2 separate regions of the Mus musculus genome follow, and region 1 is linked to region 2. A link is a contact called in public HiChIP or PLAC-seq data. All regions are on one chromosome and are shown on one strand. Each heading gives the region's core, a stretch centred on a gene start, on an enhancer-like site or on the middle of the called end of the contact. The rest is flanking DNA. Distances are from core to core; before and after follow the strand shown.

What was found. HiChIP or PLAC-seq counts read pairs in DNA pulled down with a chosen protein or histone mark.
Region 1: an H3K27ac HiChIP or PLAC-seq map of embryonic stem cells shows a contact between it and region 2, with 5 read pairs. The contact joins the promoter of Rps17 here to the promoter of Slc28a1 in region 2. A contact is called at or near these places in 3 of 39 promoter capture datasets (the HPC-7 cell line, embryonic stem cells and hematopoietic stem and progenitor cells), 3 of 115 datasets of contacts at active chromatin or transcription factors (the 230-238 cell line and embryonic stem cells) and 2 of 9 other capture datasets (adipose tissue and embryonic stem cells).

Annotation. Positions count from the first base shown.
Region 1 is chr7:81,343,756-81,349,768 of GRCm38.p6, forward strand. Rps17 (ribosomal protein S17) reads right to left here and starts at 1,479. Exons shown (of 5, transcript NM_009092.3): 1 at 1,447-1,479; 2 at 1,102-1,253; 3 at 556-661; 4 at 1-45. The coding sequence starts at 1,449. Cpeb1 (cytoplasmic polyadenylation element binding protein 1) reads right to left here. Exons shown (of 12, transcript NM_007755.5): 12 at 3,271-4,684. The coding sequence ends at 4,586.
Region 2 is chr7:81,111,857-81,117,651 of GRCm38.p6, forward strand. It overlaps Slc28a1 (solute carrier family 28 (sodium-coupled nucleoside transporter), member 1), which reads left to right and starts at 2,943. Exons shown (of 18, transcript NM_001004184.3): 1 at 2,943-3,021; 2 at 3,667-3,778; 3 at 4,629-4,717; 4 at 5,745-5,795. The coding sequence starts at 3,683.

The DNA of each region.
Region 1 (6,013 bases), core at 229-2,728, 230 kb after region 2:
GGTGTCGGGATCCACCTCAATGATCTCCTGATCTAGGGCTGAGACCTGAGAGGGAAAGAATCAAGTTCAAATTATGAATGCGTGGGTTATCTTTCACCTCCTCTGCTCCCAACGCAACACATAACCTTAGCTGTCCTGGAAAGCACCATGTGGACCAGGCTGGCTTCGAGCTCAGACATCTGCCTCCCAAATGCTGAAACTAAAGCTGTGCACCACCACAGCCCACTTTATTCTTGTGTCAGAACCATCTAGTGTGCATTCAGAAAGCAGGGTTCACACTTGGATGTCAAGCTAACCACGTCGGGAGGCACTCTCACTGGGCTCCCATGTGAAAATGAATTTAGACCTCGCAGAGAAGCTCAAGGTCGGCTGATTACAGGCACCCTCGGCTGGGTGTGTTGGCCCACGCCTTTAATCCCAGCACTCAGAAGGCCGAGGTGGGTGGATCTCTCATCATTTTGAGGAAATAGATTAAGACTTCACTGACATCCAGCTGCGTTCCCACCTCAGGTGAGCCCCCAGGAAGAGGTGCAGAGGAAGACCCACAAATCTTACCTCAGGAACGTAGTTATCTCTCCTCTCTCTCTCTTCTTCCTGCAACTTGATAGAGATGCCTCTCACAGGCCCTCTCTGAATCCGCTTCATCAGATGCGTGACATAGCTACAAGCAATGCGAAACAGTGACCACCTCCCACCAGAACCGACTTTGTCTCTACATCAAGGTCGGTCTCACCATCGGAAAGACACACAGACACACACACAGCACTGTTCAGATGTCCACTCCTTACATCCTCACTCGCCGTCACCAGCCCTCCTCCGAATGTCATGTACCCCGACTGGTCTTATCCGTCGTACGGACACAACACTGCTATTTTTTTGCACAACACGGCCATAGTGGTAAAATGCGGGAAGCAGAGACCACAGCAGTAAGGTTTTGAGGCCGGAGCTCTGCCTTCAGCTACCGTAAGGAGCCCGAACTAAGACCACGTCGGCAAAACCCCACTGTGGCCAAGGCACACCTCCAGCCCTTCGGCGGGCCGTCTGGGGGGAGCGGAGGCACCGGCCCGGGCAGGCTCTCCGGCGGCCGCGGCCCCCACTCACCCGGCTATCTTGTTCCGAAGCTTCTTGCTGGGGATAATGGCGATCTCCTCGCACACGCGCTTGTTGGTGTGGAAGTCATTACCCAGACGCGTGTAGTACTTCTCGATGATGACCCGGGCAGCCTTCTTCACGGTCTTGGTGCGAACGCGGCCCTGAGGGTGGAGAGGGCAAAGTCACCGGGGAGCCCGCGCCTCCCGCGGAGGGGCCGCGGCGCGCACGACTTCATGCGGAAGCGCGCCAGGCCGCCGGTGACGGCGCCGGCCCCTCGCTGCGGACTTGAGGCCGCGACGAGCGGAGGATGGGCGAGGATTGAAAAGGACAGAGCCCTGGGAGCCAAACACCTACCATGTTGGCGGGTCTCGGTAAAAGAGGAAACAGGAAACACAAGAGAGGCCTATAAAGCGCGGCCAGAAAGCCGCTTCCGCCTGGCTCGCGAGAGTCCCACAGCGGCCCCTAGCGGAGTGGAGTGAGGCTGCCTGGCTGTGGGCGGGGCGAAAGTCTGCGCGTGCGCACGCCGGCAGCTCGGCCGTCTTGGTTTCCACTCCAAATAGTTCCGTGCTTCTCTTGGGCGTCCGGTGTGTTTTAATCTAGGAGTTACTTTGAGGTCCTGAGATGGAGCCTAAAGGAGGCCCGAGCTATGAAAGGCATAGTAGTAAACAGGGTCATCCCCGATTTCCACCCTACCCGCGCCTCTAGTCAGAGATTAGTAGGGTCTAGCCTAATTGGTGAGGTTCCTCTCATTTCCTGGTGTCACAGCAAACATCACCTAGAGTGGCTTTTCTTCTCATCCCAGCACAGTATTCCATTCGAGCTGCTCTTAAATGTCTGAGCACAATTACTTTTCTCAGCTAGGTTTGAGCTAAACAGGAAGGGCTAACCTCGAGTGCTTAAATCAGTGGCTGGCTCACAGAGAGGTCTCAAACACTTTTACCAACAAATTAGGATCTCAGTTAACTAGACTGTTCCCGATTAGTAGGGACACTATCTCCAACCTTCAGCTTCTTCCGGTTGTTCTGCCATAACCAAGCCCAAAGCAGGCTCTTACGCTACGACCCAGTGGCTTCATCTGTCCAGAGAGGGCCTTTCCTCCAGCTCTTTCCTGGGACAGGGTCCTGCGCTCAAACCTAAGGAGACCGTGCTGGCCACAGGGCATGTATCAAGGGGCCAAGGCTGTGCTTCATCCTTCAACTCATCTACGTCACTCTGGTTAGGTGAAGAGCTGAAAGTCCTTACTCTAAAAGTAGCTCATGGCGGGAGGAAAAAAGATGTCCTTGACCATGGACCCGGAAGAATACTGAAGAGACCAAAGGGTCTGTAATCCCTGGGGGTTGCATCGTACATTACCAGTGAATTCCCAATGAAGTGGAGGCCAGGCTCCAGATGCAAGACTAGACCTTACAGTCTTGCAGGAAGAGAACTCTTGGATTCTGAGGAGTAGTGAGTTTTTGCACCTTACAAGGATTTAAGTACCTAGGAGTCCCTCTCCCTCAGACTAGAGTTTCCCAAAGGACCAGTTCAGCATGCTGCCGTCTCCACTTGAAAAATCATCAGACCTGTCATGAAGCCATGGAGCCTGTTAGAAAAGCTAGTGTAAGGGCTGTGAAGAAACAAAGCACTGCAGCGTGTCCTGGTGCATACCTTAATCCCAGCACGTGGGATGAATGGTAGGCAGAATTCCTGAGCTTGAGGCCAGGCTGGCTTACATAAGGAGTTCCAGGACAAGGCCACAAAGAAAGACCCTGAATCAAAAAAGCAAAATAGTAACCACTCAGAAAGGAATTACATCAGCACAAGTGTGTCCAAGAGGAAGGAGGAACACGTCAGGGCTCACAGGAAAGCAGCCAGCAAATGGCTCCTGACATCTTGGGAGTTGTGCCTCTAGCATTCCTAGGGCTCCATGTGGAGGAGGCCTTGAGGGGCCAAGAAGTAAAATGTACAGGCAGGCCTCCTATTCTGATTGTAATCACCCAGGTACTAGACACTCCAGAGTGGCTGACCAGGATGTAACAAGTCCCATATAGGAGCAGGTCTCCGCATGTACCTCCCATCCCTCTGGGCTGGTATCCCATTAGTGAAAATCCATGAAAAGAGGACTGGTCTCTGGAATCTTCCCTGCTTGCTACCACACCCCACCACACACACACCCAGATACAGAGACAAAACTACAACTCTGCTGCAACGTGTTTATTATGTGCCAAAAAAATTACACCACAGCTTACTCCACACATCTGTAGGAGAGTGCAGTCTTGCCTGCATATACAACAATGAGGTAGAGACTTCACACACAGCTTCACAAAACCCACAGAGTAGCTGGGATATGCAACAATGCAACATCAGCTCAGCAGGAGGGAGGGGTTATGACACTGGCTCTTTGGCACACAGCTTCCCTAAGAGAGGCAAGTAATCGTTAAATTAAAAAGAAAAGTCAAGTTTTCAATTCCAGTAGCGTCTTTGTCAACTGTAACTGTTGATTCATACATTCGTCAAATAAAAGTTGTAAGGAAGGGTATTTGCCCCTCTAAGAGAAAGGGCTCCTGTGAGCCTTCACCTGCCCCCACCAAAAAGCAGCCCTTTTTTTTTTTTTTTTAATTTTTAAGCTCAGTTACAAAAGAAAAAGTCCTGTGACTGTGATTAAAAACTTCTATCAACCCTCCCCCAACATAAGTGCAACATAAGGTGCCACAAACCATTTAAAACTATATACAGCAGCTGCTCAGACTTTTCCTCCGGTCCAGTTTTAAATAAAATAATTTTTCTCTTGGTTACAAATGCTTTGATTTGCAACTGTGACCAGCAGTCCCCCAGACACAAATTTGCTATAATGTTAAAAGCTGCCAAGAAAGAAAAAAAAATATATTGTTCCAAACGACTTAAAAACTGTTTTAAGGAGTGTAAAAAGGAACCAGTAAAAACCCTCGAGCGTAAACTATGAAATATGATTTGGTTTAAATGAAGAGCAAAGTCTCCTTTGTTTGTTACAGTAAAAAACACCAGCTGAACACTCAATTGATGCCGTTCAGGTGGGGGTTAAATCAATGGAAAGGCACTGTATGGCAACTGCAGAATGAACGAACCAATGAGACCTGCGCATCACCACCATCAGTATTGCAAGGAATGTAAAAAGCGCTTTAATAAATAAACCCAAGTGTAGGCATCTGTGTCAGACCTTCTGGACACAGTGGTTGTTGTTGTTATTTTCATTTGCAAAATGAGGAACTAGAATCTGGGAAAACTACAATTGCTTGAGGGTGAGCCGAGGGTCCTTGCTCTGGCACACCCCACTGAAAACAAGACCTGACAAAACTCATTGTGCATTAATTAGTGCAGAAACAAAGACAGAGTTAGCAAGTACAAAGGTGACTACGATTCTCCCTTGTCTGCGCAAAGCTAGCTCCCATGGCGCCTGTGCAGCGAGTTGCTGCCTGACTTGACAGCCTTTGGCACCACAGGACACTGGGCAAGGCCAGCTCCTCTAGCTGGAATCTCAGTTCTTCTGGTTCCTCATTAGGGGGCTATGGTGGCGTAGGCCTTCCATGCTGTGTCGCCAGTGCCAGCAGCTTCTGCAAAAGTACTTGAAGCAGACCTAGGTTAGGGGACAGAAAGAGCTGTGTTAACTCTAGATATAAAGGTTCCGCTTTAAGAGGAAATTAAACCCCTGGCTTCTGTGGGGGCTAGAAGAGAGACTTCCTGCTAGCTTTCTCATCCCAACAGAGCTTCTGCAAACAGTTTAGGCTTCTGGTATGACATGTGAGACCTTGTAGCTTCCCAATTTTCTTCCCTTCTCTTCTACACAGCCATTCATTCCGTCTCAAGACTGCCAACATGAGAGAATGCTAAAGAACTGGTTACAGATTCAAGTATTAAGAGAAATGCCTTCCTTTTCTCAGTGAGAAGTGACTGGTTTTGCTAGCTGGGTAACCAACCCCAAGCAAGTCATAACCTCCTAACAAGAATATGACATTGAGGAGTCACTGTGAAAGTTACTAATCCATAGAAGCTGGTTTAGAAAGATATTGTTTTCACGCTTTATCTTACTATCCAAACTTATTGTAAGCTCACGTGGGAGCTTCTGTTTGACTTTATTTATAGGCTCCATACAAATACCAGCATCACTGTAAGTCAAACTAAGCATGGATGGATTGCTGGAGTCTGGAAGGCTCCCAAACATCTCATATAAGGTTGAAAATGTGTTTCAATGGTTGTGCCTGCACAAGATAAACCCAGTGAATATTCCAGAATGAGCAGGAAAAGGCTCACAAGCAACTACTCCTAGCTGAGAGCTACCAACAGCTGATGGCTTCTAGAAGAAGGAAAGCAGGTTTTCTTTAAGGTGACTCCCTGGTAGATGGACCACTACAGTGTACAAGTAGCCTAAATGGGACTAGGTGTTGATATACACTCACATACACATATGCATTTATGTGTGTGTGTATGTATGTATACATACATACACACATACATACACACATATCACATGTCAGTTAGAGAGAGAGAGAGAGAGAGAGAGAGAGTGTATCTGTGTGTGGTGTTATGGTAACACATGCCAGCGATTCTCATGCTCTGGTAGGAGCAGTGAGTAAGAGGCTTGCTGTGAGATCAAAGCCTGGTTACATAAGTTAACAGCCAGGACTAAACAGTAAGACCATTTATAACAACAACAGCAACAAAACCAAAAAACCAAAAGTACCCACCATTAGATGTCATACCTGTACAACAGTAGCAGTCCAGGAAGGGAAGGGCCAAAAATCCAATAAGCATCTTTCCTATGCCTAGAGTTGTGGATCAATCTATGTAGAGTGGTCTCGACTACACGTCTCCATGCTCTCAGAAAGAAGTTACTTCAGAACTCTACTTCTCCTGTCATAAATGTGCCTTAATACATTTTTAAATTGTGGTATGGACTTCATAGGCA
Region 2 (5,795 bases), core at 1,693-4,192:
GCAGCCATCCCAAAGCTCCAGCCAATTAGAGATTTGTCAACAGTGACCTTTAGACTGAGTCAAATTCTCCCTGGCTGATGCCTTGACCCTGCTGGGCACAGGTCCAGGTGCTCTCTCTCTAACCAGCCCTATGCTCTGCCTGAGATCAGTGAGGGGCAGACCAGTTCTTTCCCTTTGGACCATGGCGATGAACATGCCAAGTAAGAAGGGTTCTTTGCCAGGTCTTTGGCTAAGTGTAGCGGTGAATTAGTTAATCCACTTTGGCTCCTGGTGGGCTATATGCACATAGCACTGGCCCAAGAGCTCTCTGGATTCTCGAGTGAAAGACACACACACATACACACACACCAGCTAATTTTGATATGCCTCGATTAGCTTAATGGTTGAGCATTTCTAAATCTCCCTGTGGCTAGCACACACTCTCCTCTGGTATTCCTGAGTTAACATCTTTTGAAATCTATATTTCATCTCTGCTACCCCAGACACAATCATGGGAGTGGTTGCTAAGGCCACTTTCCCAGATTCTCACATGATGGTGGGCCTTTAAATCTGCTCTCTTCCCCATCATGGTGATTCTGCCTGTTCTTCTGTCCTGGTTTCCTGCCCACACAAGCTAAAAGTCCTGCCTTTGTCTCCCTGCCCAGCCATTGACTGTATGGCAATTCTTTATTACCAATCGAAGCTAGCTGGGGTCAGGGACCCTCAGTGTCTGGCTTTTGGGAGCTGGATTAATACAAAGCATTAGAGCCAATTCCCGACAGCTAAGTGTTTTCCTGAAATGGGATGTGGCTACAAAAAAGAGCTAAAGCAACCAAGGTGCGGCCTCCAAGGGGCAGCACAGGACTCGGGGGTGGTACTCATGCAGCTTTGTTGAGGCCCTTTTGATCTCAGGGAGATTGCATGTGTAGTCACATGATCTTCTTCAAAGTGTTCCATGATCCAGCACCTTGCTTTCTCATGCTTGTGCCTCCCTTCTCTGGCCTGTCAGGGTAAGTGGGACCTCAGAGAACCATTCCCTCAGCAAACAAGAGAGCAGCAGAGGGGGCCAGTGAGGCAGTAAGGGACGAGTCAGAAGCAGGACACCCACCCCACCTCCAGCTCTCTGTCCATCCCTGTGGTCTGCATCCCAATCTCTCAGTCTCCCAAGCCCCTGTGCCCCAGAGAGATTTGACTTCCTGGGTGAGATCCCTGATGGCCACTCCAGCCCTGAGGGGAGCAGCCTGGGAAGGGCACAGGGCACCCTGGGCCGTAAGTGGGGAGCAGGGTGCTAAGACATCAAAGGCAGCTTCCAGCTTGGCAGGGAGCCCACCCTCGGCAGTCCACAGATTAGGGAATAAGTTAGTTTAAGAGTCCAGGGTGAATCGAGATCTTTGGGCTCCCAGCTCAAGGTTCATCCTTGTTTAGAAGGCCAGAGCCTCTGAAGCTGCTGTAAGGAAGGCTGTGAAGTAGCTTGCTCTCTCAGTGAGCCTCTGCCGGCTTCTGGGCACCAAGAGGAAGAAAGAGCAGTGTGTGTGTGTGTGTGTGTGTGTGTGTGTGTGTGTGTGTGTTTGTGTGCGCGCGCGCACGCACAAGAGGAGCCACTGAGAACAGAGGCATCAAAGCGGATAAGGTCCTTTCCCTTCATTGAGGCTGAGGGGGGCTCCTTCAGTATCTGCTCTGGCCCCATCCCAGTCTTGCTCAAGGTAAACATTTATCTTATGATCAAGGGGACCAGTGACCTGACAGTGGGTATTGTATCTCGAGATACAATATACGTATGTGTCCATGTGTGCGTATATGTATCTCCAGATACAATATACGTATGTATCCATGTGTGTGTATATGTATCTCCAGATACAATATAGGTATGTGTCCATGTGTGTGTATATGTATCTCCAGATACAATATAGGTATGTGTCCATGTGTATGTGTGTGTATATGTATATTCAGATAAGCAAGTTGTGAAAACCCTGCAACAGTACAATTTCCTATTGGAAAATGAATAACAAAATAGTGTATACTTAAGGGGAAATAAGAAAAATTCTTAGGCTCTGTATATTTCTATAACACCTTCATGCTTCATTCCGCATGACCAGGGGTGTGGAGATGCACACCTGGAATCCCAGTATTGGACATGTGGAGGCCAGAGGATTGGGTGTTTAGGGCTAACTTCGGCTACATAGCAGGTTCAAAGTCAGGCTGGGTTAGATGAGACGATATTCTCCTAACCCCAATAGAAACAGATAGTTTCTAAGAACAGGGGGTACCACTTATGTCCAGCCTCTTCTTTTCCATTTTTCCAAAACAGCCAGTGTATGCCTCTGTGTGAGGCATCTTTTGTATCATAAAAGATAATTAATTATTAAAGAGTGTGCATCATCAATTATTAAATCCTGTCAGGTAAGTTTAAATTTAGTTTGAAGACTGTAGATGAAAGTGTTGTCCCCCAACTTTGCACGTGTAACTCGGGTGTCACTCTAGGAAGAAAGGGGAGAAGGAAATGGTGTGATTTTGGCTTGTTTCTGCGACTGTGTGATGCTTAGCCCCGAGCCACCACCTGTTTGTGATAAAGACAGCGCTTTCAATATCTTCTAGTTTTGGAAAACGAGTCGCCGATACTGTGAGAAAAGGAGGCTGAGCCACAACACGAAGACACATTTCCAGGATGCTGACAGAAAGAGGAGGGAGAGAGTAACCAAGGTGGCTTCCCAAAGGAGGCGTCCTGGAGCAAGGCCAGGAAGAGGTTGGTTTGGGAAAGGGCAGCAGACAGAGGGCAGGACCACAGAGGACCCGGCTTGAGTGAGCCAGGCTACCCCATCATGCTTTTTCTGAAACAGGCTGGGGTCCCCGCCCCTGCGGTGGCCCTGAGCTCTGGGGAAGCCCAACCTACTTCAGTTTTGGACTCTGCCCAGGAATTTCCACAGAAGTGAACAGGCCAAAGCCCAAGCAGGTTGGACCCAGCCCTCCCACAGCAACCTGTGCTTCAGTCAGTCAGTTCTTAACAGTCAATCCCTCCTGACGCTGCCTTCTCACTACAAATCTGTGAGTAGTGTGGGCTCCTCTCCTCTCCGTACAGCAGTGAATGCGAGTGCCCAGGTAGCAGGCATCCCCCAGCCCTGGCTGCATGCTCCACATGCCCTCTGAGGGTCTGTGTCTGGGGAAGATCTGCTTAGCCAGCTGCTGTTGAGTAGGGAAGGCCTAAGGTGTGGGCAAGAGAGGGACCGCAGTGGGGAAACGGGAGTTTGGGCTCTCATTTGCAGGTGAGCTAACATCTAAAAGCAGCTTCACTGAGAATGAGGAATGTTCGGTTTTGAGTGGAACAGTCCTGGGTAGCGCTGGCTTCAAGATGGATGAAATGAGCACTTCCTCCCCTGCCAATGATTTTCACCGGTTGTAGGAAGTAAAGATAACTAAGGGCTCTTTTCTGAGCCGTGCCCACACCAGTGCCTACGCCATCCCCTCTTTCCCTTCCTGGTGACTGGTGACTAAGGGACAGTTCACTGTTGGAGCTTACAAGGACTTGCATCTCCCAGGATCAGGAGAGAGGGCAGAAAGGGTGTCTCTCCCACTCTCCCCTTCTCTCTCCCTCTCCCTTTCCCCTCCCCCTCGCCCTCCCTCTCTGGTTCCTTTTCTCTCTCCTGGCCCTCCTTTCGGCTGTGGACCCTCTGTGACATCTTTGTCTTTCAGCTGAAGAGCCTAGCACATGGCAGACGACACACCGAGGCAACGAGAGTCCATTTCCCTCACACCTGTGGCCCATGGCCTGGAGAACATGGGGGCCGAGTTCCTGGAAATAATGGTCTGTCCTCTTCCCCTATAGCACCTCCTCAGCCTGACTGGCATCTCACAGGGGTGTGGGGTGGTGTGGGGCTCAGCTTGATTGGCATCTCACTAGGTGGGGTGGCTCAGTTTGACTAGCAGCTCATAGTGGGAGGGCCCCTCAGCTTGACTGGCAGCTATGGGCTGGGGGACTGTGTGTTTCACTCTGTGCTCTGAGCTCTGCTTGTGTAGTACCTCCCCAGCACAAAGCACCCCCTTTATTTCACCCCTTAAACATGTTCTGAGTACCCACTGTGTGATGTACCCACTGTGTGCTGTCAGCAAAGGTCCCAGGAGGGAAGAACATCTGGTCTACAAGATGAGAGGGGAAGCAGATGATGGGGTGGGGTGTCCTTGGCATTTAAAGAACTTGCCATCTTGTCTTGGCTCCCCAAAGGCCAAGCAGAGGACTGAAAAGCTTGACATGATACCTTCTGCCCTCCCTCCCTTCCCTAACAAGGCTCCCTCTTCTTTACCAAGTGCCCCCTAGCCCCCTACTTGGACAGTGCAGTAAGAAGTGCCCTGGAGTCATGCAGTGGGGCGGGCCTGCCTGGGATCTTCCTTAAGGGTTTCCTTCGGGTCTCCAGGAAGCCAGAGTGAAATGCTGAGGCAGGATATGTCTGTACATAGTAGATGCTCAATGCATGCATTGAAGAATTTAATTAAGAGGCACCCCATTTCCCATGCAGCAGTCCAGTCTCTATCTCAGTCTTCTCATGAGGTGCTTGTGTGTGCATGGGGCTGCCAGGGTCTTCCTTATCTCCGTGCTCTTCAGCCATAGTTGTCCCTTGGTGGGAAGGCTGACCCTGACTGCTCCCTGTCGGCTTTAGGAGGAAGGCCAGCTCCCACACAGGCACTCAAGCCTGCCAGAGGGTGGAGGCAGCAGGAGCAAAGCAGTGTGGAAACCCTTCTCCCGATGGTAGGTGATGTCTGTGAGGGCATGGGGAAAGCTGATGGAAGCCTGGCCAAGGGAAGTCAAGGGTTGAGCCAGGCCAGGTGCTGGTACCCAGCCAGGATGTAACCCAACACAGACACAGGGCTTCTCAGGCCTCCCTGCAACCTCCCTCATTTGCCTACTACCCCATTCAGTTGTTGAGCTGCTTTGTGAACTCCGGGGCTCAGTTTGTAGCACTCCTGGACCAGGCCAGACTCCCCACTTTACACAGAGGTGAAGGGACCAGCCCACAGGGTCTGGTGTGCGCCTAGAGGGTCCTGGCTGGCCGAATTCTGCTCTGAACAGAGCAGGAAGAACACTTCAAGGACAGGGTGTGATGGTGGTGGGACGTCTAGCTGTTTAGGGGGATTGGAGAAGATACACCTCCCCCACATGAGGATCCCTGGCAACAGTAGCAGAGGGTTGAATCTCCTGAGCAACCACTGTGCATCTACTAGTTGCTGGGCCAACAGGACCTTCGAGATTTGGGTAGCAGCCCTTCCTCTATGGACACACAAGTGACCAATGGACCCCAGGCCTAGAGTCCATTCTGGACATCGGAGGCAATGAGGATGGCCACCTGCATATTTTCACGTGTCCTTTCAGGCACTGAGGACTCAGATGATAAAGGTCCCTGTCCAAGGGGAGCCAATAGTTGAGAACTGCTTGGTCTTACTCAGTGGGCAGGTAGAAGCAAGGAGGAGGTTGGACAGCCATGAATCTGTCCTTCTGAATGGCCACAAGCCTCTACCTATTGGTTAGTTCCTTCTCTCACCCAAGATCAGAGGTGGCCCTGTAGAGTGACCTCAACCCCCAGCATGTGCAGAACCATGGCTGTGTCTTTGGACTGTGGTTGCTTTTCAGCCTTGTAAGGTAGCATGGACAACCCTGCCGTATTCCATTACCACTCTGGGAATATACTTGAGTAGCTTCTACCTGCAGGTTTTGGGGCTCCCCTCTGGGGTGAAAGTTTCGGTTGGGTACTTATGAGCCCCGGCCATCCTCTCCTCAGGAGGAGTCTGCAGCCGACTGTGCAAGCGAGAAGCCTCTGCAGGGAGCACTG